Linked DNA regions of Mus musculus: regions 2, 3 and 4 are each linked to region 1. Evidence: chromatin contacts called from public HiChIP or PLAC-seq and promoter capture Hi-C data. All regions are on one chromosome and are shown on one strand. Each heading gives the region's core, a stretch centred on a gene start, on an enhancer-like site or on the middle of the called end of the contact. The rest is flanking DNA. Distances are from core to core; before and after follow the strand shown. Region 1 holds the start of Grik3 (glutamate receptor, ionotropic, kainate 3). Region 2 has its middle 26 kb from the start of Gm40247. Region 3 overlaps Grik3 (glutamate receptor, ionotropic, kainate 3). Region 4 overlaps Grik3 (glutamate receptor, ionotropic, kainate 3).

What was found. Promoter capture Hi-C pulls out the DNA fragments that hold promoters and counts their contacts. HiChIP or PLAC-seq counts read pairs in DNA pulled down with a chosen protein or histone mark.
Region 2: a contact with region 1 is called in a promoter capture Hi-C map of hippocampal neurons, with 5 times the contacts expected there. The contact joins the enhancer-like site here to the promoter of Grik3 in region 1. A contact is called at or near these places in 9 of 39 promoter capture datasets (the 3T3-L1 cell line, 3T3-L1-derived adipocytes, embryonic stem cells and 5 more), 2 of 484 Hi-C or Micro-C datasets (the N1E-115 cell line and nephron progenitors), 10 of 115 datasets of contacts at active chromatin or transcription factors (SST interneurons, VIP interneurons, differentiating embryonic stem cells and 3 more) and 2 of 9 other capture datasets (embryonic stem cells and pancreatic islet).
Region 3: an H3K27ac HiChIP or PLAC-seq map of oligodendrocyte precursor cells shows a contact between it and region 1, with 5 times the contacts expected there. The contact joins the enhancer-like site here to the promoter of Grik3 in region 1. A contact is called at or near these places in 6 of 39 promoter capture datasets (HPC-7-derived erythroid cells, cranial neural crest, embryonic stem cells and 3 more), 3 of 484 Hi-C or Micro-C datasets (cardiomyocytes, cerebellar granule neurons and embryonic stem cells), 14 of 115 datasets of contacts at active chromatin or transcription factors (astrocytes, cardiomyocytes, embryonic basal ganglia and 8 more) and 2 of 9 other capture datasets (embryonic stem cells and liver).
Region 4: a contact with region 1 is called in an H3K4me3 HiChIP or PLAC-seq map of forebrain, with 2.3 times the contacts expected there. The contact joins the enhancer-like site here to the promoter of Grik3 in region 1. A contact is called at or near these places in 11 of 39 promoter capture datasets (HPC-7-derived erythroid cells, cranial neural crest, embryonic stem cells and 5 more), 23 of 484 Hi-C or Micro-C datasets (cerebellar granule neurons, cerebral cortex, cortical neurons and 1 more), 18 of 115 datasets of contacts at active chromatin or transcription factors (PVALB interneurons, astrocytes, embryonic forebrain and 8 more) and 1 of 9 other capture datasets (embryonic stem cells).

Annotation. Positions count from the first base shown.
Region 1 is chr4:125,486,401-125,492,960 of GRCm38.p6, reverse strand. It overlaps Grik3 (glutamate receptor, ionotropic, kainate 3), which reads right to left and starts at 2,265. Exons shown (of 16, transcript NM_001081097.3): 1 at 2,016-2,265. The coding sequence starts at 2,130.
Region 2 is chr4:125,352,001-125,358,819 of GRCm38.p6, reverse strand. No RefSeq gene overlaps it. Among named protein-coding and RNA genes, the nearest start is that of Gm40247, 26 kb to the left of the region's middle. Within about 2 kb of position 2,174, at least 11 of the 459 cell types and tissues checked have an H3K27ac peak or open chromatin away from gene starts, as enhancers often do. A contact at or near this core is called in the N1E-115 cell line and hippocampal neurons, where this site is marked.
Region 3 is chr4:125,642,692-125,648,599 of GRCm38.p6, reverse strand. The region is part of intron 5 of Grik3 (glutamate receptor, ionotropic, kainate 3); the gene reads right to left. Among named protein-coding and RNA genes, the nearest start is that of Gm32807, 85 kb to the right of the region's middle. Within about 2 kb of position 3,174, at least 32 of the 459 cell types and tissues checked have an H3K27ac peak or open chromatin away from gene starts, as enhancers often do. A contact at or near this core is called in astrocytes, oligodendrocyte precursor cells and stem cell-derived neural progenitor cells, where this site is marked.
Region 4 is chr4:125,627,666-125,633,600 of GRCm38.p6, reverse strand. It overlaps Grik3 (glutamate receptor, ionotropic, kainate 3), which reads right to left. Exons shown (of 16, transcript NM_001081097.3): 3 at 1,076-1,333. Among named protein-coding and RNA genes, the nearest start is that of Gm32807, 70 kb to the right of the region's middle. Within about 2 kb of position 4,415, at least 12 of the 459 cell types and tissues checked have an H3K27ac peak or open chromatin away from gene starts, as enhancers often do. A contact at or near this core is called in forebrain and stem cell-derived neural progenitor cells, where this site is marked.

The DNA of each region.
Region 1 (6,560 bases), core at 1,016-3,515:
TCCCATCCTCCACCCAAAGCTGGCCCTGCTCCAGTAGTCACGTTTGGCATCAGTACAGCACCCCAGTCCTCGGGCTGGGAGTCAAATAGGGCAGGGCTCTTGGATATAAATGGTCTGGGCCGACACGCTAATTAATCCTAGGGCTTAATATGAAGAAGATTAGAAGAGAGGGGGCTCTGCCGTCCCTAATTGCGCTATTACACTGTGACTCACGAAAGGGACGGGTTTGGAATGTGTTCTTTCTCCGGGCAATGAGCAGACCTCTATATACTGTCCCAGTGGCAAGAGCAGGTGAGGTCTAGTTACCCTGCCCATTTGCAGCCCATATCTCTGAGGCTGTGGTTAACCTGTTCCTGTCTCTCTAGGCTTCTAAAGATTTCCATTCCTGAAACTGGGCTGGAAACACACCCACCCCACCCTCTGGAGGGGAAAGACCAAGGAAGACAGGCCTGCAAAGCGTGGGGGTGGGGGAAACACAGCACCCTTCGAGGTCCCCTCTCTATCTCAAGGACACTCTACCATGAAGGTCCCCCAAAACCACAAGGACTGAGAGAGGAAATAATAAAAATGAAAAAAGCGGTGGCCCACTACTAAACGATTAGCTAGAATGGTGGCCAAGCCAGTTCTGGGGCAGTAATAGACAGGAAACATTCGTGGCAGCCCAGACACCTGGACTTCAAAGGGTTAAACTTGACTGTGAGGTCTGTCCCCAGATCCCCCCCCCTCCCTTCCCTAGGAGCCTCAGGGTGTTGTGCCTGCCCATCCTGGTCCGGAATCGGACTGTAGGCACTGGAAGACCTCAACATCTGCAGATCTGAGGATCGTTCTCTGTTCCCGTTCTGAAGCTGAGTTCAAGTGGACGTGGCTCCGGGTAGAGTGAACGAGAGGACTGCCTCCTAGGAGAAACCTCAAGTACCCATAAACCAAGCCTGGCCCGAGTTTCCTGCATCCTCGTCGCACTGCCGGCCACATAAAGTCCGCTCTTGCAGAAGCAAAGGCAGCCCCTTGAAGAGAGTCCTGGAGGAGGAGGAGGAAGGTTGCCTTGTCTCGGTAGAGCTCGGTAGGCTGCGCACCAGATGTTGGTGTCTCGCGAGCCCGAGCTGCCCAGGTCTCCGGCCTGGTGCGGGCCGCCCACGGTAACGATGGCTCCTGGGTAGCCCAGCTTAGCTCAGCCCCGAGAAGTGAGTGGGCTAAAGACTCGCGTGGGCTCCCGCCCAGCCCTGAGCGCTGCCACGCAGGGTGCCTCCGGCGGCCACAACAAAGTTAAAGCCCAGAGTAAGAAATCTGCAGCGGTGAGAGAAGCCGAGAAGCCAGAGCCCCAAAAAGCCGCGCGCAGACTGCCAGCCGCCGCCAGCTGCGGAGGGATTTCGGCTAACTTTAAAAGCCACTCGCAACCCTCGTCCCCGGCTGCGCAGGGTTGCCTCCTGCGCTTCCTTTTCCCAGTCTCGGTTACTCCTCATCGAAAGAGGCCTGGGCCTGGGGGACCTGCTCTAGCGACAAGCAGGGGACTGACCCTCTCCTGCCCCGAGCCTCGGCCAACTAGGGGCAAGGAAATCCGCCATCCTAATCCGGCGAATCCATCCCCTGTACCCCTTGCTCCAGCGAGGTGCCCGTGGGGGGGAGAGAAGTTGGCGCCTTCCCCAGGGCTCCCACTCTGCGCAGAAGCCAGTCCCAGAACTAGGTCTGCGGCCATCCTTGCCAGCAGTCGCGGCGAAATTCCCCCGAGGCGCTGGCTTAGGGCTAGAACCTTCGCCACACTCCACCGCGTCGCCTACCCCGGAGCGTATCCAGGTTCCCTAGCCACCGCGGCCCGGTTGCCTCTTCCCCGTAAGGCCCCGCGACCCGGGCTTTGGAACTTTGTCCTCCCCCTCTAAGAGCTCCCAGCAGACACCCGAACCCTGCAGCCTAGAGGGAGGTTGGGACAATCTTTCGGATCACGTTCAGAGCACCACTATCCCCCAATTCCCGTCCCCACCCGAGCGCGCAGAGACCCCCGGCTCTAGGGGAGCCCTTACCGATCCGGATGACGTGGGGCATCCCGCGCGAGTCTGGGATCCAGAAGGCGCACACTAGGAACCCGGCCCAGTATTCCCAAACCAGACTCCGGAGGCGCCGCCAGGGAGCGGTCATCGTTGGGCGCCACGGAGCGTGCCCGGGGCGCGGCCGTGGCGGGCTCCCTGGGGCGGCAGCTCTAGGCGCGGGCGCGCAGCAGCCCCCGAGGCGCCGCCTGGCCCAGCCGCCCGGCTCCGGAGCGCCTCTGCGAGTGGGGGGCGCCCCGCGGCGCTGCGCACATCTTACTGGGGGGCCGCCCCGCCGGCGCCCGCCCCGCCTCGGCTGCCGCCCACGGGCCGCCCGCGAGCGAAGGCTCCTGGGCTCCGCCCGGGCTCCGCTCGGACTCGGCTGCGGCGTCTCCGGCTCGCGTCGGCTCGGCTCCCGCGCGGGCTTCCCACCTGCCCCGGCTGCCGGGCGGGCTTGCACGCGTCTCCGGCCGCTCCTCCTCCAGCCGCCGCTGATGCTATCGCCCGGGCTCGCACAAAGCCCCGGAGTGGAGTTGCACGCGCGCACACACTCCCTCCCAGCCCCCTCCCCCGCGCCCTGCCTCCCGCCTCCCGCGCCGCCCGCCGCCCGCGCTCCCTCCGCGTACTCCCCCGCGCACACACGCTTCCCACTCACACTCGCCCGGGTGCACACTTGCGCGCTCACACCTGCGCAGGGGGCGGGGAAAGGGACCCTGGACAGGATTTGGGAGGGGGGACACCCGGAGGATGGAGACTATCCTCCGCAGCTGAGGCGTCCCCATCTGCCCTGCCGCCCCCAGGGCAAGGCACTGAGCCGGGGAGCCAAGCGTAAAGCGGCGGAGCTGGCACCAGGAGCTGGGAGACGGCGGCAACCCAGCGGCCCGACCAGCTGGAAGAGACGCGCCCGCCGAGAGCCGCGAGACCCGGAGCCTGCCGTCTGCGGAGCCTCGCCTTTCAGCTCCCACGCGGCCGACGCTGGCTGGACGGCGGCGGCAGGAGACTGACCTGGAGCTGTTTTTCACTCTTGATCTCTAGCCCTTGGGAAAGCAGGGCTGGCCCAGGGCTTGGAGGTTTAGGGAGTGGGGTTGGGAGTAGAAATCAGAGAACCGTAGGAGCTGAACTAGGGAATGCGGAGCTTCAGAAACTAACCGTGAGGGAGACACCAGGCCAGACCCTCTGCGTGGAAGGTAGGACTTGACCACGCACCATCAGTAGGAGGACTACTGAGAAAATTCGCAAAAGCCTTCGTTTTCGAGGGCCGCTGGAGTTGGAGCCCGCTGGGTTCTCAGTCCTCTTCCGCAACTATGCGGGAGGAACTGGAGCCCCCTCCCGGATTCCTCCTGAGAAACAATACAGAGAAACTGTATTGTTCATGGGACAGAGTAGGATACACAGGGGGGGAAGCCGAAAGGGTTAAAAAGAAATGTTGTTTATTACCAATAATAAATTTTTTTTCAAGTGGCGCTGGGTGCTGAGGGAAGAGAAGGGCTGTGAAGCGAGGCAGGAGCAGGAGGCTGCGAATTACGCAGCTAGGCGAGTTTAATGACCTTTTTGACAGAGACAAAGCGGTACCGATACAGTAGATAAATAAACGGATCTGTCACCGGGCAGCGGCTAGGCTGTGTGCGAATTTATTTTTCTCATTTAAATAATTTGATCTATTCAATCATTTCCAATCTCTCCCATTTGCCAGCTGCCTGGTAAGAGCATGGCCCCCTACATCTGAAGAGCAAATCTTTAATTTTCCTACAAATAGATAATGCGTTGCGCTCCAAACAGGCCTGTTAATTTTGCCGTCTTTTCTTTCCCGCCCTATGTGGCGCAGGGCTTCCAGGCATTGTGTGGAGTTGTGAATAAGGCAGTGTAGCCAATTAGCAATTAGGAAGGGACTTCTTCCCATCTGAACTTGCACCAGTGGCCTTGGGAGCAAAGGGTTCCTGGGCTCTGCCCAATAAAAGAGAGGCGTGTGTACGAGTTCCGGGACATCCTAGGTGATCAGCTGTTATGCAGAGGTCTCTGAATAGGCCATGCTTGGGCCTTCCCTGGAGCCAGAATGGCTAGTTCCCCAATCGGGCCTCTGAATTTGCCCAAAGAAGCAAAGACACACAGATCGGCAGCGTCAGGATCCGCAGTTGCCCCCTCTCCATGGGATCTTACAGGATAGGCCCACAAGGACCTAGCAAGGAGGCATGCAGAAGAGGGGAGCAGAGGATCCATGGGACATAGTTGAGAGCCTCTTCACCGGAGACACACCCTGGCAGCGCATTGCCTGACCCTCAGATTCCACAGCTTGTTCGATTGGTTCCCGGAAGGGAAAGGACCTGGCTGTGTTTTTGAAGGAAGATAATCCTATGCCCTGACAGTGACAGGGAAAGAGCTGAGAAGAGAGCAGCTACCAGTGCCTAAGGCTGACTAACTCTAAAGGTGGCATGTGAGTGGACTGGGTACAGAGGACATGTGGCTTAGCAGGAAATGGAAGAAGCAGAAAGGTAGAGGTGTGGCTAGAGGGAAGAACACTTCTGAGGCCAGCTGGAGGAAGGAGCCCTGAAGGGTGGGGGCAGTCTCCCTAAAAGCTAGCTGAGGTGGTATCACAGTCGTACATGGATGAAGAAGATCTAAACTCCCCCAAAGGTGAGAGTATGGCTCTGTCCTCAAAGTCCCCTCACCAGCACCCCCAGGAAGCAGGCACCCCAGCCAACTGCATCCCTAAGCAGTGTGTCTCCGTAACCAAGGATGGAGGCTGGTCTCTGGCTCCCTTTAAGTTGCAGTGGGCACAGCCTCCTGGCTGCAGTGATTGTATATGGCTCAGGCAGGGTTGAGAGCCCCTCTTGGAACGCTGGGGTAGATCTGGGTAGAAGTTGCTATCCCCAGTTCAGGACCTGACATTTGCTCTTGACCCAAGTTGTGTGTGATGCTAGGGCATTTCCACATGAACAGCAGCAGCATCCCTTTCCGCCATGGGGGACGGGTGGGATGCGCTACACACCACACACACACACACACACACACACACACACCAGCCTCAATGACAGCCAGGACTCTCCTGATTACCATACATTTTCTGCGTTCCAGGAAAGGTACTCACAACCTTGTCTGTCACTCCATCTGATCCTCCCCATGACACACTGTGACAGTCTTTTGTTATTTTTCCACTTTACAGATGACGAACCTAAGCTTAAAAAGTCCAAAGACATACACAGCTAGCTTCTTTCCTCCTTCCCTCTCTCCCTTCCTTTCCTCCCTCCCTCCCTTCCTTCCTTCCTTCCTTTCACTAATATTTATTAGGCGCTACTGTTTGCCAGGCTGGGTTCCCACATAGACCCAGCAGGCTGTTGAGTTGACAGTATTGCCCTGTGGTGTCCAACACCACCTGGGCTGAGCGGAAACAGCTCTATCAAGAGCCTCTTGGCCCCCTGCAGAAACCCCTGTAGCCTCTGGCTGCCTGAGGCGGGGCAGAAAGCAGAGAGGGATGGGGTGGGGTGTCCTTAACCAGAGTAAACTGGAGAGCTCAGCCCCCACCCCTCCCCCAAATCTGCAGTCCTCTCAGGCCACCCCAAAGCCAGCAGATAGCCGGATTGGCAAGATCTCAATCCCCCTCTCTGGAGATTGGGAGCCGCCAATCCTGGCTTTTGGAATTGTTGGTAAACAAGCCTACCCACCAGCCAGGCCTCAGCTCCCCGCTCCCCCATGAGGCAGCCAGCACTGGATTTATGAGGCCTCCAAACCTCATTCAGACTAATGCAGCTTTTCATTCCCAAATAAAAGGGGCCGCTGTCTGAAAGGACAAGTGCTCCCGAATTTCATTAACATCCCCTAAAACGGCTGAGCTGGCCCAAGCCGCTGCCAGCTAGATTCATGCCTCCCACTGGCTCACAGGTGGGGGTGTGGATAAGGCTTGGAAGAAGGGGGCAATACCTTCAGGGCCCCCAAGCCCCCAGTCCCTTCCTCCAATCCCTACGTCTGTGGTTAAGGAGGGGAGCCCCCATGGGTGGCCAAGCTAGCTCCTCTGGATGTGTCCCCCGTGTGCGTGTTTTGTTTAGACTGATCCACTCGGCTCTCAGTCCCTCCACAATCACTGTGAGTGATGAGGCCCTGGGCTCGAGTTACTGAGATTCATGACTCCGCTTCCCGGGGAAGCCACTGAGCAGAGCGCGCAGTTCCTGAGTGGAGATTCCTAGGACTTGAGTGCCCTCTGCTGAAGCCTGCTTATTGTCAACTCCTTTGCAGGCAGGTGCTGATGGTCTGGACACTGTAGCCCGGCCTGCGGGGGCCGGGGGGGGGGGGGTGCGCTCTGGACCCTTCCCTCTGTGACTCAGAAAATGGCCTACTGGGGTTGTAATTTGCAACCCACTCTTCTGATGCTGTGGTGAGAACAAGAGAGAAAGAAAAAGAGAGAGACTGCTCAACCTGGAGGTCTCCATCTCCAGACCCCACTCTATTTCCCTGGACCCTCTCAACGGCCAAACACACACTTACCACAAAAGTCAAGAGGTGACCTATAGCCTTAGAGACAGGCACATCAGTCTGGGGACTTTATCCCTT
Region 2 (6,819 bases), core at 925-3,424, 130 kb after region 1:
AGCAAATCAACGTTACAGGGGAACATTATCTTCTGCACGGCGGTGCCTGGGCACACCATAAATCCTAACCAGGTTTATTACATCTGTCTTGTCATACACTCATTTTATTGAGAAGTAAGGTTTTTTTTCCAGATTAATAATCACATTAATAGATGAGATTCTTTTTGGAGAATTGTTTTCTTGGGGGGAGCCTAAGGAAGAGCGGTCTGGCTTCTGAGCAGTTGTCCCACGGAAGGCTGACCTTGTCATCCTGACAGTGTCCTTCAGAACTGGGAACCAGGAATTCCTCCTGACTCACTGGGAGGACTCTAGGTCAGCCATTGATTCCCCCCCCCCCCAACCCCATGCCATTTCCCAGATCTTTCTAAATGTCAAATTCTAAAGCTTTCAATGTGGTGTCAAAGATGTATCATTACACTGAACCAATCCAATGAATGTTTGATAGGCAACTATCATGCAAACCAGTGAGAGAACTGACTCACAGAAGACTGAGAGCAAGTTTTCCTGAGTCAGGCTTTCTGCCTCCCTGCCTGCCTGCCTGCCTGCCTGCCTGCCTGCCTGCCTGCCTGCCCTATAGATGGCTTGCTAGCTCTGCACTTCTTTTTCATTTTTGTGTTAAATGATCTGATTGGACCAGACCGAGGTTGGAAAACTACAGCTGGCTTGCAAGGTAAATCCAGCTATGGCATGATTTAGGAAGTGAGACTGTAGCACAGCCCAGCCCATTTGTGAAGCCGAGATGTGTGGCTGTGAAGAAGACTCTACCCTGCAAAGCCTATCATATTTAATCCCCAGACCTCTATAGCAAATATTTGCTGGCCTCTGATCCAGATAAACTCTAGGTGAACGAGTTTTGAGCAAAGCTATAGGATGGCACTCAAGTGCACACTGTGGTATTGATTGGAGCCCACTGTGTCAAATTCATTCCTGGAAACACCTTATTTCATTCTTGCAAGGTCTCAGTGGCAAGAGTCTACCCTGGAGGTTCTAGCGCCCATCCACAGGCAAAGACAAGGTGGGAACTCTGCTCCTGTTTGGCACCAATTTATTACATCTCTGGACACTGTGCCGGATCAAGATGCTAATTGGTGAGTGCCAGGGAAACAGGGATACCTCTCAGGGGACCCATCGTTTGGCATGTAGAATGCTGAAGAGCAGAGAGAAAGAGGAAAAATGAAGACGAGAAAGGGTATGCTGTGTTTAACCTTGCTGGACCTGGTGAGAATGTGATCCCACTGTCTACTGCCCTGTCTCACAGTGGGCGTTTTCTCTCTTAAGCCTTATTTGCCAAACTCTACAGTTAGTTGGTTCTACAGTTGGTTCCGATTCAACAGATGGAGGAGCAAAGTCCAGAGTGACAGATGCCAGACCCAAGGCACACGATGGATAAGCAGTATTCCCTCTTTGTGTGTGTCTGCAGTGAATTCTTTCAGCTACAGACTGGCTGTCCTGGGCTGAGAGAGAGAGAGATGAATGGTGGGATGCTTTGGGGCTTGGTATCAGATCCACCCATGGGTACCAGAGTGTCTGAAATCCAAGAGAAGACAAACCCTGGGCAGGTAGGAGTGTCAAAGTTCCTGCCCTAAGCTGTCGGGATCATCTCTTGGCCCTTTCCTGATGCAGTCAGCCACCTGCCTGAACAAAGCAGTCCTCTCAGCCAGAGAAAGAGCTAAGGACACACACACACACACACACACACACACACGCACACGCACACGCACACACACACACACACACACACACACGCACGCACGCGCGCACACACACACATACCCCATACCTCACACCCCCATCCAGCCCTACTCTGTGGGTTCCTCCCACACAGCTCTCCTGTCCCCTCCCACAGGGTTCTCCAGATCCTTCCCACCTGACTCTTCTGGCCCTTCACAGGGCCTTCCTGATTTCTAGTCCCTCAGTGCCTGCTCTCTGTCCTCACAGAGACATCTCACAGATCACCAGACAGCCCCGCCCCAACCCCCTGCATAGCCTAACTCCTCTTTTTTTCCTGGAAGCCTGTTCCTCAGACCAACCAAGGCAGCCCCATCCTCACAGAAGCTTGGCAGCCAGCACCGACGTAAGCCTGGACACATTTCTCTCTCTCCTTCAACATCTAATCTATTAGCTTTCAAACTCGTAACTGGATCCCATCGCTTCCTCTCACTTCTGCTGCTACCAACCTGGCCCTAGGCCACCGTCAGCTCTGACTCCAGCTGGTCGGCCTGCCTGTCTCACTGCTGACACCAGGCAAGAGGATCTGTGGGAAAGGCTGCTTGTTTGTTCAAAATGTGTCAACCCCTCATTTTCTACTAGGCTAGAACCAAACTGCACGATGATCAAAAATGTCCCCACGGCCCTGCTACCACAGCCCCAGCCACAGAGCTCTCCTCTCTCTCCCCCACCACCTTGCTGGGTCCCAGAGCCCGTAACCTCCCTCTCAGCCTCAGGAGAAACATGACCCCTAGCTGACATCCTGAACCACCTTGCAGCCTAGACCCTCTGGGCCTTCCCAGCCAGGCGTGCTCTTCAGTAGGATATCCAGGGACCCTGGCAGGTTTGCTGCAAAATCCACAACCTCGGTGAATCGTGCCCCAAATTCCAACTTGTATTTCACGTTCTCCGTTCCCACTTCCCTGCCTGATTTTCCTCCTTATTGGTGGCTCTCGGCTTGCTCACTGGTCCACTATCAGTTTGGCTGCTCACTAAGATGTAAGCTTTACACAGGTGGGATTTTTCATCTGTTTAACTCATGGCTTTATTTCAGGAACCAGTTCATAGCCCCCGACATGTAGTATGCACTCAGTATGAAATTGCTATGCGAAGGTTTAAGAACTTATTTATTTATGTGTGTGTGTCCATATGAGTATGAGGGTCATGGGCACAGATGTACATGTCTGAGCCTGCACACAGACACCGGTAGAGGCACCAGGTGTCCTTTCATTATTCCCCACTGGTCCAGGGTCTCTTCTTGAACCCGAAGCTTAGGTCTCAGCCAGGCTGGAGGTTGGCAAGCACCATGAGTCCTCCTGTCTCCACCCACTAGCTAGGCACTGTGGTTATAGGCATTGGTGGAGAATGTCCAGCTCAGAACCGAACTCTAGTTCTCAAGATTAACGGAGCAAGCACTCTAAACTGTTGAGCCAGCTCTCTAGCCCCTACATAAAGGTCTAACCCATTTTTATGCTGTTCCTCTACATGGAAAGAGAGGCTATTTGATCAAACTCTGCACACATCCCACCATTTCTTCCTCATATGTGAAAGGCAGGTGATGCTGGTCCCTTACTCACAGGTATTGTTAGGAATGATTGACAGCCCAGAATAAGGCCAACGAAATGGGATGTGCCTGGCTTTGTCTGCAGAGTCTGACTTACACAGCTGGACCACAAGCTAAGTTCCCTTGAGTGTGAGACTGAAAGCAAGGTGAAGGAGCTTGGCTTTATCACTCACTGACAATGACTCTTAGGAAAGATCCTATTTCTCCTGGTACCCAGGTTACCTATCTGGAAGGTGGCTACAGTTGAACTGAGTGTGGCATTGTTTTAGGACAACTGAAGGAGATAAAGGCCAAGGATGCTCGGCCTGAGACTTAGACCATTTGCATGCAGGTAATGTTGAGGCTAACGAAGAAGAAACTTACCCAAGAGTACACCTGGGAAAGAGGCCCTGGTCTGGGCTTGCCTTCTCTGCTCCCTGGCCTCCTAGTGGTTCAGAGCAGCCCAGGCCTGAGCAGGTAATATGTGTAATAGTCTGTCTGTCTCTCTCTGGTTTTTTTCATCTCTTTTTAGCATGAAAACCTGCCCTAGCGCCTCTCATTATCCACTTCATCAGTCTCAAACCGTCAGCTAATTGCACTCCCCAGTGGCCCCTCCCTCTTGCCTCTTCATAGAGCTCAACAGAGCACAGCTGCCTCCATATTTGGGGCTCCACTGGGGAATTACAAACAAAATGAAGCTGGCAGTGCCCTAGTGCCTTCCCTAGGCTCCTTTTCTCCACTGACCCTGTTTGTATCTACGTCCCCACCCCCAGGGGTGTGGATGCAGGACAGCCCAGGAAGAAGGGCTGCCTGGAGATGCAAGATTCCGTGGCTGGCTGATGGTTGCTAAGTCTGTAGCCCTTGCAAAAGTGAAACTCAGGAGGTTTGTTTGACCCTCACTCTGCCTCTCTGCAAGAGATCACTTTCCAGAGCTCAGTTCAGATTATGGCCAGGAACACAACAGAGGTCTCACCAGAGAAGAGGAGAGATTGGCTCCTGGGACAGCGGGGATTTTGGGTGTGGGCTACAGCACAGTTAGAAGACTTGGGTGGAACACTTGGGTCTGCGTATCCCGTATCCCAGCTGATGCTTAGTCATGCACGGGGCAAGGCTGGGCGGCTTCTCTAGAGTGCCTGGTGGGAGAGCCGAGCTGCAGTATTAGAAATCACACAGTTCTGAGTGATGGTGGTGCCATAGAAGAGGGGAGAGCTTACTGAACACCTGCATTCAGCAGAGACACCCGAGGGGAAACCCCTCTGCACCCACCTATAAAGCCCCAAACCAACCCATGACAGAACCAAGCTGACTCATTAATGAATTGCTGTCCAGAGAGAAAAATCCTCTTCAAAATAAGTCAACAGAACTCTAGATCCCAAGGCTGTATCTGCGCTATCCAGCATATACTTTTTGAAGTTTTTTTTTTAATACAAATCATTGTGGGGTTGTACTGATATCTAGGACCCCAGCACTCAGGAGGCTGAAACAAGAACTTGAATTTGAAGCTAGCCTGAGCTACATAGCAAGACCCTATCTCAAAAACAAAATTAAAACACAAAGCAGCACAATAGAATCCATAACCAAGAAAAAAAATCAAAAGAAAGAGACCTAGAGATGACGACAGAGGTGTAGGACACAGAAGTAAAATACTTCAAAGCATTTCCTGGAAATATGCCCAAAGATTGAAGGAAGAATATATATGCTGTGAATGAACCAATGGGAAGCCCAAAGGGGAAAATGGAATGTGTAAAAAAAAAAAAGAATCAGATAGGAATGATAAATGGAAACAGAAAAAATTAATATTAAACAGGAAGCTAAAAAAAAAAGTTTGGTGAGTTGGAAAACAGAGCCCTTGAAATCATGACAACTGAAGGTCCTAGGAGAAACTCTAATGCTTATAGTACGGATAGAATTGAAACCCACAAAAGAGAGATGGGTGCAAAAATTTTTCTTGAGGAACTATCAGAAGAATGGGCAAGCAAGTCTCAGGCCAGGACTCTGTGTTTGCAAAAGACATATCTGATAAAAGTGCATTGCTCAAAGTATGCAAAGAGCCCTAAAAATGCGCCAATGAAAAGCTACCCAATTAAAAATCCAAAATACTTCAGTGATCACCTCAGCAAAGATGATATGCAAATGATATGCAGGTGATATTACCATGACAAAACTATGGTTTTGTGAACATATCAGAGGTTGTTGGCTAAAAAGCAGGAAGAGGACAGACACAGCTGAGAGATTCTTGGAGCAGGAAGACCGTCCTGTAAGACCGCTCTGCACTCCCATGGTGGTGGATACGGGTCAGCACACATTTGTAAAAGCCCTCGGATTGTGTGGCACCAAGAGCACACCTTAAAATGAGATGTGCACTTTGGTGATAACGAGGTGTCAGTGTTGGTTTGTCAGTTGCAATAAACGAACCACAAGGATGTGGGATGGGGACAGTGGAAGTCTGTGTGTGAAAGGGGATGATGGACTATGCAGGAATTCTACATTTTCCACATGGTTTTGTTGTGAACCTAAAACTCTTCTTTTAAAAAGTGAGTTTCTTTAATTTTTAAGACAAATGTTTAAAGTGGGATAATGTTGTCAACTCAGAGAAACTCAGTGAAGCCTAGGCAACATCAATACAAACAGGCTCCCTACACACACACACACACACACACACACACACACACACACACACACACATGCTTGCACATACATACATACATACACACACATGAGCAATACATGTACATGCATACACACACAATGGTCTCCTCCATGACATATAATAATCAAATCTTTGCAGAAAAAAAAAGAAGAAGAAGAAGAAAGTGAGGATAAAAGGAAACCCCAAAGGCAGTTGGGAGAGATAATGCACACAGATAGGAAGCAAAGATAAGAGGGTAGAACGCCCCCTGATTTACCATGACACAGTGGCAGTCAAAGGCACTGAGGGACTTAGATGAAAGGAAATCAGCTCATCATTCTAAGCGTCTGTGCTCAAATAATAATTCAGAAGTGAGGGCAAATGCGAAAATTCAAAAAGTAAAAGCAATGGAATTGATTCTCCACGGTTATGAACTCTAAGATGTTATAGAGATTCTTCAGGCCACTGTAGCAACACTGGGTGGAGCCTAGGTCCCTGTCAAAAAGAAAAACACCTGAAACTGGGGTCTTTGAAGAGGTGGAAATGTAGTGCAGTGGGAACTTCCTGGAATCTCTGAGGGTGACCCCAGTGAGGACACCTAGTCATGGAGAACCCTCAGCCTGAACTGGACATCTCTGGTAGCCAGGCAAGGTTCCCAGTCATGGGACTGGGCTGCATTAGGTTGTGAAGGAGTCCAGTGGAGATCCCTAAATAACCCATGCTGATGCTAGGACAGAAGGCCGCCCCCTGAACTGACAGCAGGCCTTGTCGATGAGGACAACATCCACACAACTCACTGGACATAGAGAGGCTGGGCTGTGTCTGCATGAAGCCTTCACTTCTATGTTTTAGTATGCTCGGTACAAGTAGGTACATGACAGGCCATGGGAAGAGAAACCTGGACACCAACCCAGCCACAAAACCCTCGACCTGCCATCTG
Region 3 (5,908 bases), core at 1,925-4,424, 150 kb before region 1:
ACTGGGAGAAACTGAGTCTCTTCTCTTCTGTTCTTTCCCACTTCCCCTCACCGAGCTGCTTAACACCTTGACCTGAAGCCCATCCCACTTCCACCCCTACCCCAGTGCCAGCCTCTGGTCATCAAAAGGGATACAGGCTGGAGCCCACAGAGCAGACCTCGCACAATGCTTGGGTGTCCTATGGTCTCTGGGATGCTCCATTTTGGTGCTAAACTCATGCTCCTCCCGCATTCCCAGGAGGACCCTTTATGGAAGGGCATGGACTTATCTCTCCTTTTTAGAGAAGAGGTCTTGGAATTCAGGCAAGAAAGTCTCATCCTAATCTGCCCAAACAAATAGGGCCAGGCTTCCAAGACCATGGGCATCTGTGAATTCAACCACTCTCTCTCTCTCTCTCTCTCTCTCTCTCTCTCTCTCTCTCTCTCTCTCTCTCTCTCTCTCTCCATGGTTCTAGTTCTATAGGTATACATGTGTATAGGCACATAATTGCTCATGTATATTGGATATTCAGACTCTTTCTCACCATAGTTCCATAACAGTACAGCGAACCACACAGCACTTATATTGCATTGTGCCCTGTAAGATATCTAGTACTGATTTAAGGACGATAAGAGCACAGATTAGTAATATGTAAATACAATGCAATTTTATATAAGAGACTTGAGCATTGTGCTGTCTAGTTTCATGTCACCTTGACACAAGCTAGAATTATCTTGAGAAGGAGCCACAATTGAAAAATTTCAAGTTTATGGTGTCCTGTCATGACTAGTGATTGATGGGGAGGGCCGAGCCCACAGCCGGTGGCGCTACCCCTGGACAGGTGGTCCTGGGTTCTGTAAGAAACCAGGCTGAATAAGCCATGAGAGAAACACAGCCAGAAAGGAGCATTCCTCCATGGCCTCTGCATCAGCTCCTGCCTCCAGGTTCCTACCCTGCTTGGGTTGGTGCCTTGACTTCATCCATGATGGACTGTGATATAGAAAACAAAAAGCAAAACAAAAACCCTTTCCTCCTCAAGTTGCTTTTGGCCATGGTGTTTCATCACAGCAGTAGATACACTAACTGTGACAAGCATCTATAGAAGTTACTATCCAAAGGGGGTCCTGGAGCCAACCTCTCCCCGTCCTGATATGAATCCTGTGAATACCAAGGGACAACTCACTATATGGCCTTGCTTCTAGGCCAGTGTTTAGGATGGGGAGGAAGCTAGGTAGAAGCAGAGGATGTAGGGAAGGGAGTCAACACTAAGATGACCAGAGGGTGTCAATGGTAAATGGTACCAATCTCAGTGGAGAGTGAGTCTGGGAGCCATCACGCCAGAGCACTGGGGTGGGGGGTGGGGCTTGCAGAAGAGGTAACTGAGCCCAAGGGCTCTGCCCTCGGCAACACATCAAGAGGCTGTGGGTGAGGCAGGTGAGGAAGGCTTCCAAAGGAGTCCGGCCAACTTCTTGGTCCACCCACTGTCCACTGGCTCCCCCACCATGCTATGAGGAAGAAGACTAAGGTCCTCACTGGAGGCCAGTGCCACGTCCCCAAGACTCCCCAGCTCACAGACCTGTGAGCTAGAGAAACTCTTGTTGCTTGTGGCTTACTTAGACTATGGCATTCTGTCACATCACTTGCTCAGAAGCTCTGCTTCTGCATCTTGCTTTCCCACGCCCATCCCCAGTTTTCATTCCACCAAGGTTGAACCTTCCTCTGCCCTGCCCTACCTGCCAGAGCTTCTCATTCTACGCTGGATGCTTTTGGATATATCCCAGCCACTAGACCGGGTTAGCTCAAAGTGTCTGCGCTGTTCTCTGAGACTCAGAGAAGCAGCAGTCCTTCCTGGAAGTGCCCCTTGGTCGCTCCTTTACATAGACACAAGTCTATCAATGATCCAGCTCTGGTTCTGGGACCCCAGGCTTTCCTCCTAACAGGCAGCGACTGTTAAGGTCTGGGGTCTGACATCCTTATGAACTCTTAGGCACTTTTGAGCCCCTCTTGTGACAACATGGGGTTTCTAAGCATTCTTGACCCCGGTTGTGGAAAGAAGTGTCAGTTAGGCTAGCAACGTCCTGACTGTTTCAATGTTTACCGTCTCCTTGGAGGAGGCTCTCTGTGAGGATGTGAGTTGGGAGTAGGCCGGTGAGTTGCCTGGGAAGAAGGGTGAGCCACTGATAGAAGTCTGCTTCTAGACCCAGGCCTAAGAGCCCCTTCCAGGAAGGCCTGGAGAGTGAGGCAGATTGTCGATTTGCAGTGTGTATGTAAGTTTGGGGCTGGAGTTGAGCTGCTGGGACCATGCCTAATGCTCACCCATCTCAGTGTGAGGCTCTGCCAAGACTTGACAGAGGCTCAATTAGTAGCCTTCCCAGGGCCTCTGACTCAGTATGAAGGATGGCATCTCTGCTTTGGTGGGGAGCAGTGGTTCTCAACCTGTGTGTCAAGACCCCCTTGGGGATGCCATGTCAGATATCATGTATATCAGATATTTATATTATGATTCAAACAGTAGCAAAATAAGTTATGATGTAGCAATGAAATAATTCTATGGTTGGGGGTCACCACATCATGAGGAACTGTACTGAAGGGTCGCAGCATTAGATGGAGAACCACTGATGGGGAGGCTCACGTGCTAGAGAGGCTGCTCTGCCTGGTGCCTAGCTGCAATGGGGGCATGGGATTGCTTTTTTTCAGGGCTGTGACAAAATCCCTGACAGACAAGTTCAAGCAAATAAAGGCTTATTCTAGCTTTGGGTTTCAGAGACTTGGATCCTATCATAGTCAGGGGAAGGGAGAGTAAGCAGTGGACACTGGAGAGGTGGGAATGTGTTGAAATAAGTGTTCCTATGATGGTGGAGCAGGAAGCAGGAAGTGTGGCAGGAACCAGGGGCTGTGTGTAACCCTGAAGGACCTAGTTACAGCAGCTGGCCCTATCTCCTAAGGTCCTCCAAAATTACTGCCACCAGCTATGGAACAAGTATCCAAAGCAGGAGCTGAGGCCACGGGGGACAGTCTAGATGTAAGTTCTAGTGGGTGGCAGGGCATGGAGTCACTCCCTCCAAGTCAGACTCCCGTCTGGGCTTCTCTATGACGTGCGTTTCCTATGCCCAGTGGCACAGAGCACCCCCATCCCTGGGGTATGAGGGCAGTGGCATGGAGGAGCTGGAGAAGAGGCCTCTTTGTTCAGCTCTTGTTTTCGTGTTTTTTTGTTCAAACTGCCCCGGGGCCAAGACCCTAAGTGCTCAACACGGTGAACTGTGGGCAACTCTGCAGCTTGGCAAAAAGTTGCATTTCCGATGCCAAATGTTGACACACTGAATTCACTGTCGACTGGGGACCTTTTAGAAACATTCAGCATAACATAATAGACTAATTCATTAGCACCCCATGGGTCTGAATGGGGAGAAGCCGATGCTCGGGAAACATGGCCTCAAGGAACGACAGATGAAAATATCTTTCCCATGATGTAACTGTTATTGCCGGGAAGTGGCATTAATTGTGATTGCTTATCTATTAATTTATTATAATTCCCTCTCTCTCTTTCACCTCCAGGCTCTTACCTCCTCATGCCATGCACCGGGGGCTCAGCCGTGGCTGATTAGCACAGGGTTATCTGGGAAGGGCTCAAAGCTGCCTGGCATCGGTAATGGCGGCTGGGGTGATTAAAATGTCTTCTGCGTGGGAGAAGTGACTTTGGAGAGGTTTTTCGAGGGGGGAAAGGTTGATGATGCGCCTTTCCTAAGATAAAATGCCAAATACCATTGCCCTCCCCAGTGTAGCCACCACTGACCAATGGGCATGAAAAGGGGGAGTCACGAGGCAGAGCCCTGAGCCAACAGGGCTGGAAGGAAGACCCTCAAGCTGGCAATGGGCTGTGATCAGGGAAGAGGACCTAGGGGGACACAGCGGATGCCCTGACACATGGGGGCAGTGTCCTGGGATTGCCGTGGAAGACCCATGATACACAGCCCCCCCACCCCCATAAAGCTGTCTGCTCGTATTGTGGAGGACACATATCCCTGGAAGAGCCTGGTCTCCTGTGCTCAGAAAGGGGTGGGAGGAAGAACAGTGCCCTGGAGTGGCCACAGGGCAAGACCCAGAGTTAAGAGCCTAAGCCTTTATCAATGATCTGTTCTGAGTTCTGGGCAAGACATGTGATGTCCCAGATGCCATTTTTCGATCATTTGGTGCAGAGCAGATAGCACACTCTCCCTTGGTGGCCTGGAAGGGGAAATCAGAGGAAGCAGGCAAGGCCTGAAGTATGGGCACTGCTGGGATTCGTGAAGCTCTGTTTACCCCATTAGTGTCAATCACTATGCTGGACTATAATGGCCAGATATCAGGAAGAGTCTACCTGCCAGAGGAGGCTAGGGACTCTACAGTGACAGTTGTCGGAAGAGGGCTTGGCAGCTGGCAAGCTTTCGCTGGGGACCATACCTGCTGTCTACTTTTGCTGAGTAATCTCTCTGAGCCTTGGTTTCCATTTTTCTGGGGAAATGGGAGAGTCACAGCTCCCTTGAGGTTTGTTTTGAGGGATGGAGGACACACAGGAAGCAAAAGCAGGAGGTGCTTAATGAGTTAATTTGACCCTTACATGGTTGTAAGTGCCAAGTGTTGTTCCAAGAATCTCCCACTTTCCACGCTCTGGACACTCACCCTCATCAAGTGACATTGCTGTCATCAATGTTTTAAAGATACAGGCTTGAGGCAAAGAGAAGGGAGGAGCCCTGTCTAAGGAACTGAAGCATCATTTTTTGGTGGTGTTGTATGAGCGGTATGTATATGATGTATATGTTGTATATACACATCTGTGCAGAGACCAGAAGAAGATGTTGGATGGTCTGATCTATTGCTCTTCACTTTACTCCCTTGAGACAGGGTCGGTCACACACTGAATGTGGAGCCAGGAAGCCCCAGCAATCTTCTGTGCTCAGCTGCTGGGGGTTGAAGTGTGCACACAGCCACACCCAGCTTTTTTATCTGGGTTCTGAGAATTTGAACTCGGTTCTCACGCTTGAGCATCAAGTGCTCTTAACCACTGAGCCATCTCCCTCTCCAAATGAAGTATCTTCATCCCAATCAGACACACCGTAGCCCATGATCTTAGCTGCCTGTTGCAAGGGATGATGAGAACTGATCTTGCTGATTGCAGCCTAATTTGTATGGCGGCCATTCATCCACTCATCTCCCACTCAGGCATCACAGAACACCTGCCCCGGGGGCCAGGCACTCTGTGGGCTCTACAGACAGCCCTGCTGCACAGAAGGAAGTTGCAGAGCTTGTGTGTGAGCTTTGTGTCAGGTCGGGCCCATCGCTGTCCATCCTCCCAGTTCAGAGCCCGGGAGCTCAGAATTTGTTGGTGGCTGTCGGGTAAATGAACAGCTGTGTTAGGGAAGCAAGATCTAGGATGCATGGGGCACTGCATGGTGCAAGACGAGAGGTCTAGGGTGCTAGAATGCCTTTTCCGAGACCTTTGATCTTGACATCCATGGGCAGCGGCATCTCTGCAGAGGCATGGGGTAGGGGTGGGGCATGAGAGTGCTGCTTTCTCTAGTCTTGGTCCGGAGCCCCGACAGAGATGAAGCACCTTGTCCTAAGCCCCTGGTGACTGTCCAGGACACAGAATGGCAGAAAGTGACTGAGGTGAGGTGGGCGCCCTTAGGGAGAAAGTGTCTGCTCTTAGCCCTCAGTCCCTGTCTCCCCAAGGTACTTCCATCAGACACCTAGGTCTGATTCATAGCCAGCAGGATGGGCAAGGTGGCCCTGAGCTCTGCATGGGCACAGGGTGCCGTGAACAGGGGCTATGTGACAATCAGGGCGTTGGGGTGACTATACTGTGCTGGAGAGAACCCTCGCCGACAGCGGTGGCCCGCTGCTGAGGTATAAATCTGACAGTGGCTGACTGCAAAGCTAAGACTACAACACG
Region 4 (5,935 bases), core at 3,166-5,665, 140 kb before region 1:
ATCACGAGGTCCAAAGGAAAGACCCAGAATGTTGGCTGGATCCCTTAGCAGCTGTCTGTTCTAGGCCCACACCAAGGGGCCCAGAACTTGGGAAGTAAAGGGTAACACATGACACTAAAGAAGATTCTGGAAGGTAAGTACCATGGTAGCTTTGGGTGGCTGGGCAGGACTGGGCCCTGTGCAGAGGAATGCATGTTGATATGACTCCAGGTGGGTGGGGCCTAAGTGCAAGACCAGTGCCTCTGCACCCGGGAGAGGGAGGGAGAGGGAGGGGAGGGGGAGGGGGAGAGTAAAGGGGAGGGGAGGGAGCCCACCATCAGCTGAAACTCAGAGCCTAGGCTTTCCTTCCTCCTCACTGGAGGAGGAGACCCAAGCCTGGAGCCCATTTCTACAGGCCTGCCTTAGCTACTTTAGCTGGGGTCAGCAGTCATATCAATAGACAGGAAACGGGTTTATAAGCACAGTTGTACCTGAGCAGGAGTGTCTGGGGAAAGGCAAAGAAGTGGGGGAGGGGAGGGTGCCACATGCAGGTGTTGGCAGGATCAGTAGCTAACTATCCCTTTTCCCTCTCTATTCCATAGCTTCCCCATGAGGAGTTGAGGACACAGACTGGCAACCCAGCCAGCAGGCGGGAGAACAGGGATTTACAGGAAGCCAGGGCACACTTCGAGCAAACTGTGGATGGGTGCAGAGAATACGGACATGCCTCCTGCAGGTGAGAGGGTAGGGATGTGGGAGTGTGGGTGGGTGTTGGGTGGCCATGGGAGTGTGAGCCCAGGTTTGATATGGCATGCGCCAAGTACAGGTCTCAGCACTGCTGCAGAAGATGACGTAGGCATGCTGGAGAGGGGAGAGTCAGGTGTGAGCCAGGCTAGGATAGAATAAGGTGTGCGTGAGGCTGCTGAGGCCGGATGGGCAAGCATCGATGTAACTGGCTGCTGTTGGTGTCTGGTGTGAGATGGGACCTTCTCCTCAGAGGCAGCCGTGCTAGGCAAGCAGACAACACTAATGTTGGGGCTCTGCTCCCTCCCCCTCCTTCTCCCTCCCCCGAGCCATGACAGGTCTAGCCACACACCTGTACTGTCATCATAGACCACGGTGGCTGATCGCCACTTGAGGGACTGGACCAAGTCGAGGATGGCGTGGCTGAGAGAGGCATAGTCAGGGTAGAGGTTCACGTAGAAGGTGTCCTTGTTGTCCAGTGGGTGGTGCTTCCAGCGCAGTTGGATGTGGGGAACCTCCAAGGCGTTGCAAATGGACTGGACAGCATTGGTGCAGGAGCCCTGCGATGGCCCAAAGATGGCTACAACACCCAGTGCCAACTGGTCACAGGCTACAACAGAGGAGGGTGACACAGGTCAATGTGGTGCTATGTGCACTGGGAGTGGGCAGTGATTTTGACATTCCCATAAACGCATGGGGAAAAGAGCCGGAAGGAACTTTAAGAGGGGTGAGAACAACTCATGAAGTCTCGGTTTCCTCATCTGAGCAATGGGGCTGTAACGATCTCTCCTTCATCTGACACCAAGGAGGTAAGAAGAGACAATTATGAGACCAGTGGTGGAGCACACTGACCCAGTAACCATGCTACTCAACCATGATGTCTTTGTAAGTGATATCCCAGCTTCTAGACAAACAGGAAGCAAACATCTACTGACCGGGGCTTCCAGCCTCTGCCTTCTACCCTGGTCTGCTCCCTAAGATCTGACACAAACATCTCCCTTTTCTTTCAGTGATATCATTTGCATAGTTAAGATGCCTCTTAGACCTCTGTTCTATCTTCATTTACGTTGCTGTGATAAAACATCCTAAAAGCAACTCAGGAGAGAAAGGGTTTATTTCAGCTCACGGTTCCAAGTTATAGGTCCACTGTAGTGGGAAATCACAGCAGTGGCTACAAGCAGCCACTCGCATCACATCCACAGTCAAGAGCTGAGAGAAATGAATACATTCATGTTCAGTTGCTTTCTTGCGTTCAGTTCAATTTCTCTGCTCTTATACAGTTTAGGAGCCTCTGCCTAGGGAGTGGTGCCACCCACAGTGGACTGTGTCTTCCCACATCTATTAACTTAAAACAACAGACATACCCAGAAGCCAAGCAGGCATAGATGCCACCCTACCATGCCCACCTGAACCAAGGCACAACTACCATTTTCCTGCATTAGATGCCAGTCACCAACCCTGTCATCTCCTCAGCATTTTTGCAGCCAGAATGAACCTTTCTGGGTCATAAGGGTTATGTCACTCCTGTGACCTCCATCAGCATAAAAGCCAAAGTTCTTAGAGTGGTCCTAGAAGACATATTGCAACATTTCCTCAGCCCTGTTCCTATGACCTCAGCTACTTCCCTTCTTCATCTCCCACTCTTGTCTGTCTCCCTCACAGCCTTATAGCCCTGCTGGCTTCCAGGACATTCCCCAAGCACAGTGAGAACACTCATTCATTTCCTCAGCTATCCATCTGACTCTTTCCTTTCCCCAGGTCTCTGCATCTGCAGGTCTTATTAAGGAAGCCATCACTGCCCAGCCTTTAATAGCAACTCAAATCCCCACACCTTCTAAGCACTATACCTCAAGGAGACTTTGCTTTAAATATCCATAAAACAAGGCCTCCAAGACTAAATACCGAAGCATTAGGAAGGCTGGCACATTGTTAAACAAAGTCTTTTTCTCCTCCCATGATGAATGCAGTGGTCCCTATCCCATCCCTCCTCTTTTACATACATGCATGCAAAACATGTGTTCAAGTGCACATGCACCCCCCACAAATGTTGATAATTTTTCTAAATGATAGACACCCTTGCTAGGATGTTCAGACTGAAGACTTGACGGAATGACTTGTGTCTTTCCCCTGCACTGCTCCAAAAAAATTCTTCCTCATGCATCTCCACTTTGCTCTGACCTTGAAACAGGCCACCAAGGATGCAGCATATCTTCCATCCTTACAATGTACACCTTTTATGATGCTCCTATCTTGGACCAAGGGCTGAGCCTCATGTTTGCCTGAGACAGGGGACAGCAGACCAGGCACAAAGTATAGGATGCGGAAGATAGTGTTGAGATACTGATGTTGGACCATAGTACCAGTGGGATAGGGATGCTGTGGACCACAGTACCAGTAGATGAAGATGTTGCCATAGCAATGACGGAGATGATACAACAGAGGCAGGGATGTAGGGGATAGCATAGACAGGGATGACGAGAATTGTGGTACTGCCATCTGTGGTGGTGAAAGATGATAGCAATGTCCACACTGGGCCCTATTCTCCCAATGGTGCAGCGTCTAGACCTACGTGGGCTCATTTCCAATCTCCACTTCCTCTTTCTCCTGGTCCCATCTCTAAATCCGTTTTCTAGTCACTCCATGTTTCTTCCATCCTCTGAGGATCTTCCAGGATGGAAGGATTCTGCTATCAGCAAGGCCCAGGACAGGGGTTATCATGGCAGCAACAACAGCAGTTCTGCTTCCAGATGTGTCCAGGGCAGCAGCTAACCTTGTCCTGGCAGTCCTGTGCATACACTGCAGCAATTACATTATTTGTGGCTTCAATTTTGAATCCATTTTCTGGTCATTTTACAGTAACTTGATGGTTCACAGTCATTGTAGGAGTCCCCAGCCTGAATACATCCCCCCTTCCATGGCAATTGTAGTTATAGCTGAAATTATCCCAATCAATTTGTGTCTTAAAAGGAATTGAGCCACCCAGAGAATAAGTGCAGTCAGAGGAGTCTGGGGAGCGCTGGGTCGATTCCAGCCTGCTCTGGCCAGGCTTGGACGGAAAACACAGTGCTTTCTGGGCTGCTGGCTCAGAGCCTGCTTGGCAGACTCTCTTCTTTTAATTTTCCACAAAACATTTCAAAATAAAGGCAATAGTGAAAGTTCCTTTAATGAGGAAAAGGCCTCCTGGGCCTCCAGCAGGAGGAAGGACTGATTCAGCCAGAGATGGTAGGTAGGAGGTGCCAGGTTTTGTGCTGCTGCATCCCCTTGCCCCACGTGACTTAAGGTGGCTGGATCCAGCTCAGAGGGTGGGAGGGAAGGTGGAGGTAACTTCCATCTAGAAACAATTAATTACCACTGGATTCCTCAGAATTAGGCCTAAGTGCATCTTCTTGGAAGAGTCCTAATGAAGCTCCTAAGGAATGCAGCCTGGAAAATCAAAGATCCAAACAAGGGCAGGCCAGAGAAGAGGGGGGAGGCTGTGTTCAGTGGGAGCTGCCCCCGCTGAAGAACTGTCATGAGGCTCAGGCAGAGATGCTTCCATCTGTGGAATGGGGAGGCTACCTGACTTGAAAAACTGAGAGAGTGCCATAGACTAAGGCACTTCCTGTCCACATCTGTGTGTGTGTGTGCGCGTGTGTAATGAAACCCAGGGCACATGCCAGACAAGCTCTCTACCACGGGGCTCCACTCCTACGTGAGTCTGTTCCTTTATGGCTGATTAAAATTCCATTGTTTAATTATGTGCCAATCTGTCTGTCTCATGTAGATGGTCCCTTTGTCCATCTTTAGCTTTTTGTTTTTAACAGGAATCTGGCCAGTAGAGACATCCATCTGGCACTAGGCTTGGCAGATGTCTAGGCACATCCAAACATTGCTGTGTTGATGCTGAGTCCATCCTACCAGCTTCGTGCACAAGAAACAAATCTCAACAGTCACGTCTCACCATACACAGAAAATCACTTAAGACAGATCAGAGAGCCAATCACGAAAGACATGAGCACAGAACTCCTAGAAGAAAACAAGGGAGATGGTCTTTAGGATAGACAGAGACCTCTCACCCCAAACACACAAAGAGAATGATTAATAAATCGGACTTTGCTTCTCATGAGATATAACTGCTAACAGAGTATTAAAGACAGCCCCACATGTAATTAATATAAAACATATATAAATGTATATATTCACACTGCCCCAAAATGACTCTTATTAGAATATGCAAAGAACTCCTTTAAATCAACAAGGAAATGACAAACAGCTCAATTTTGAAAAGGTCACTGAAAGGTTCTAAAAAAGAAAAGGAATATTCAAATGACTTATTCAACATTCAGACTAGAGCGTTGTGGAGCACGTTAGGTCTTACGGGCAACGGGACATGGAAGACAAAACGTACTGCCAACTACCCCACCTGTTCTGGCTGAATTAGTTCTTCCTCCTGCATTGAGACCCACGAGGCCTTTCCCCCATTAAAAGGAGAATCATCAGATAAATATAAAAGAAAGCCACAATAACATAACCACTTCACAAATCAGCAGAGTGGGCAAAATCTTTAAAAGTCTAACTGACCTCCAAGCATGTCTGCACAGAGGTAGAACACCTGCCAGCACTGTGCGCTGCTGTGGGAATGCAGATCTGTACAACCACCTATGAAACTGTCTGGCTGCACACAGTGACCCCATATTTCAACTCTTAAAAACAAACTCAACAAACCTGGGTACCCACGCCCTGGGAGATAAACACAGGGCTGCTCACAGCAATTCTGCATTAGTAACTCCCGAGTGGGAGCAACCCAAGGGCTCACGGAGAGTGAGATGCGGTTTTCAATGGTTCCTCTGGTAGAATGGGGAGTGCTGCCGGAGCCAACCGTACAGAGGACTATCAGGCACAGAGGACTATCAGGCACAGAGGACTATCAGGCACAGGGTGTGAGACCCAGTAAGTGATGCTCAAAATGTAGATGCTGAGTGATTCTGATTCCGTGACCTCTGAGGCCAGGCCAAGTCAGTGCATGGCAACAGCAGAGAGTGGTGGCAGCCACACATGGGTAGCATGGCCACACGGGCTCCCAGAGGTCTAGATGGACTTGGCTGGTCTCTGGCTTGATCTGGGTGCCAGGGATGCTGTCTTGAGCTGGTTTAGATAGGTTTGTTTCTTCTGAGTACTCCCTGGCCAAGCCAAGGTCGTATTCTCCTCCTGCACCATTCTCTGGAGTTCATAG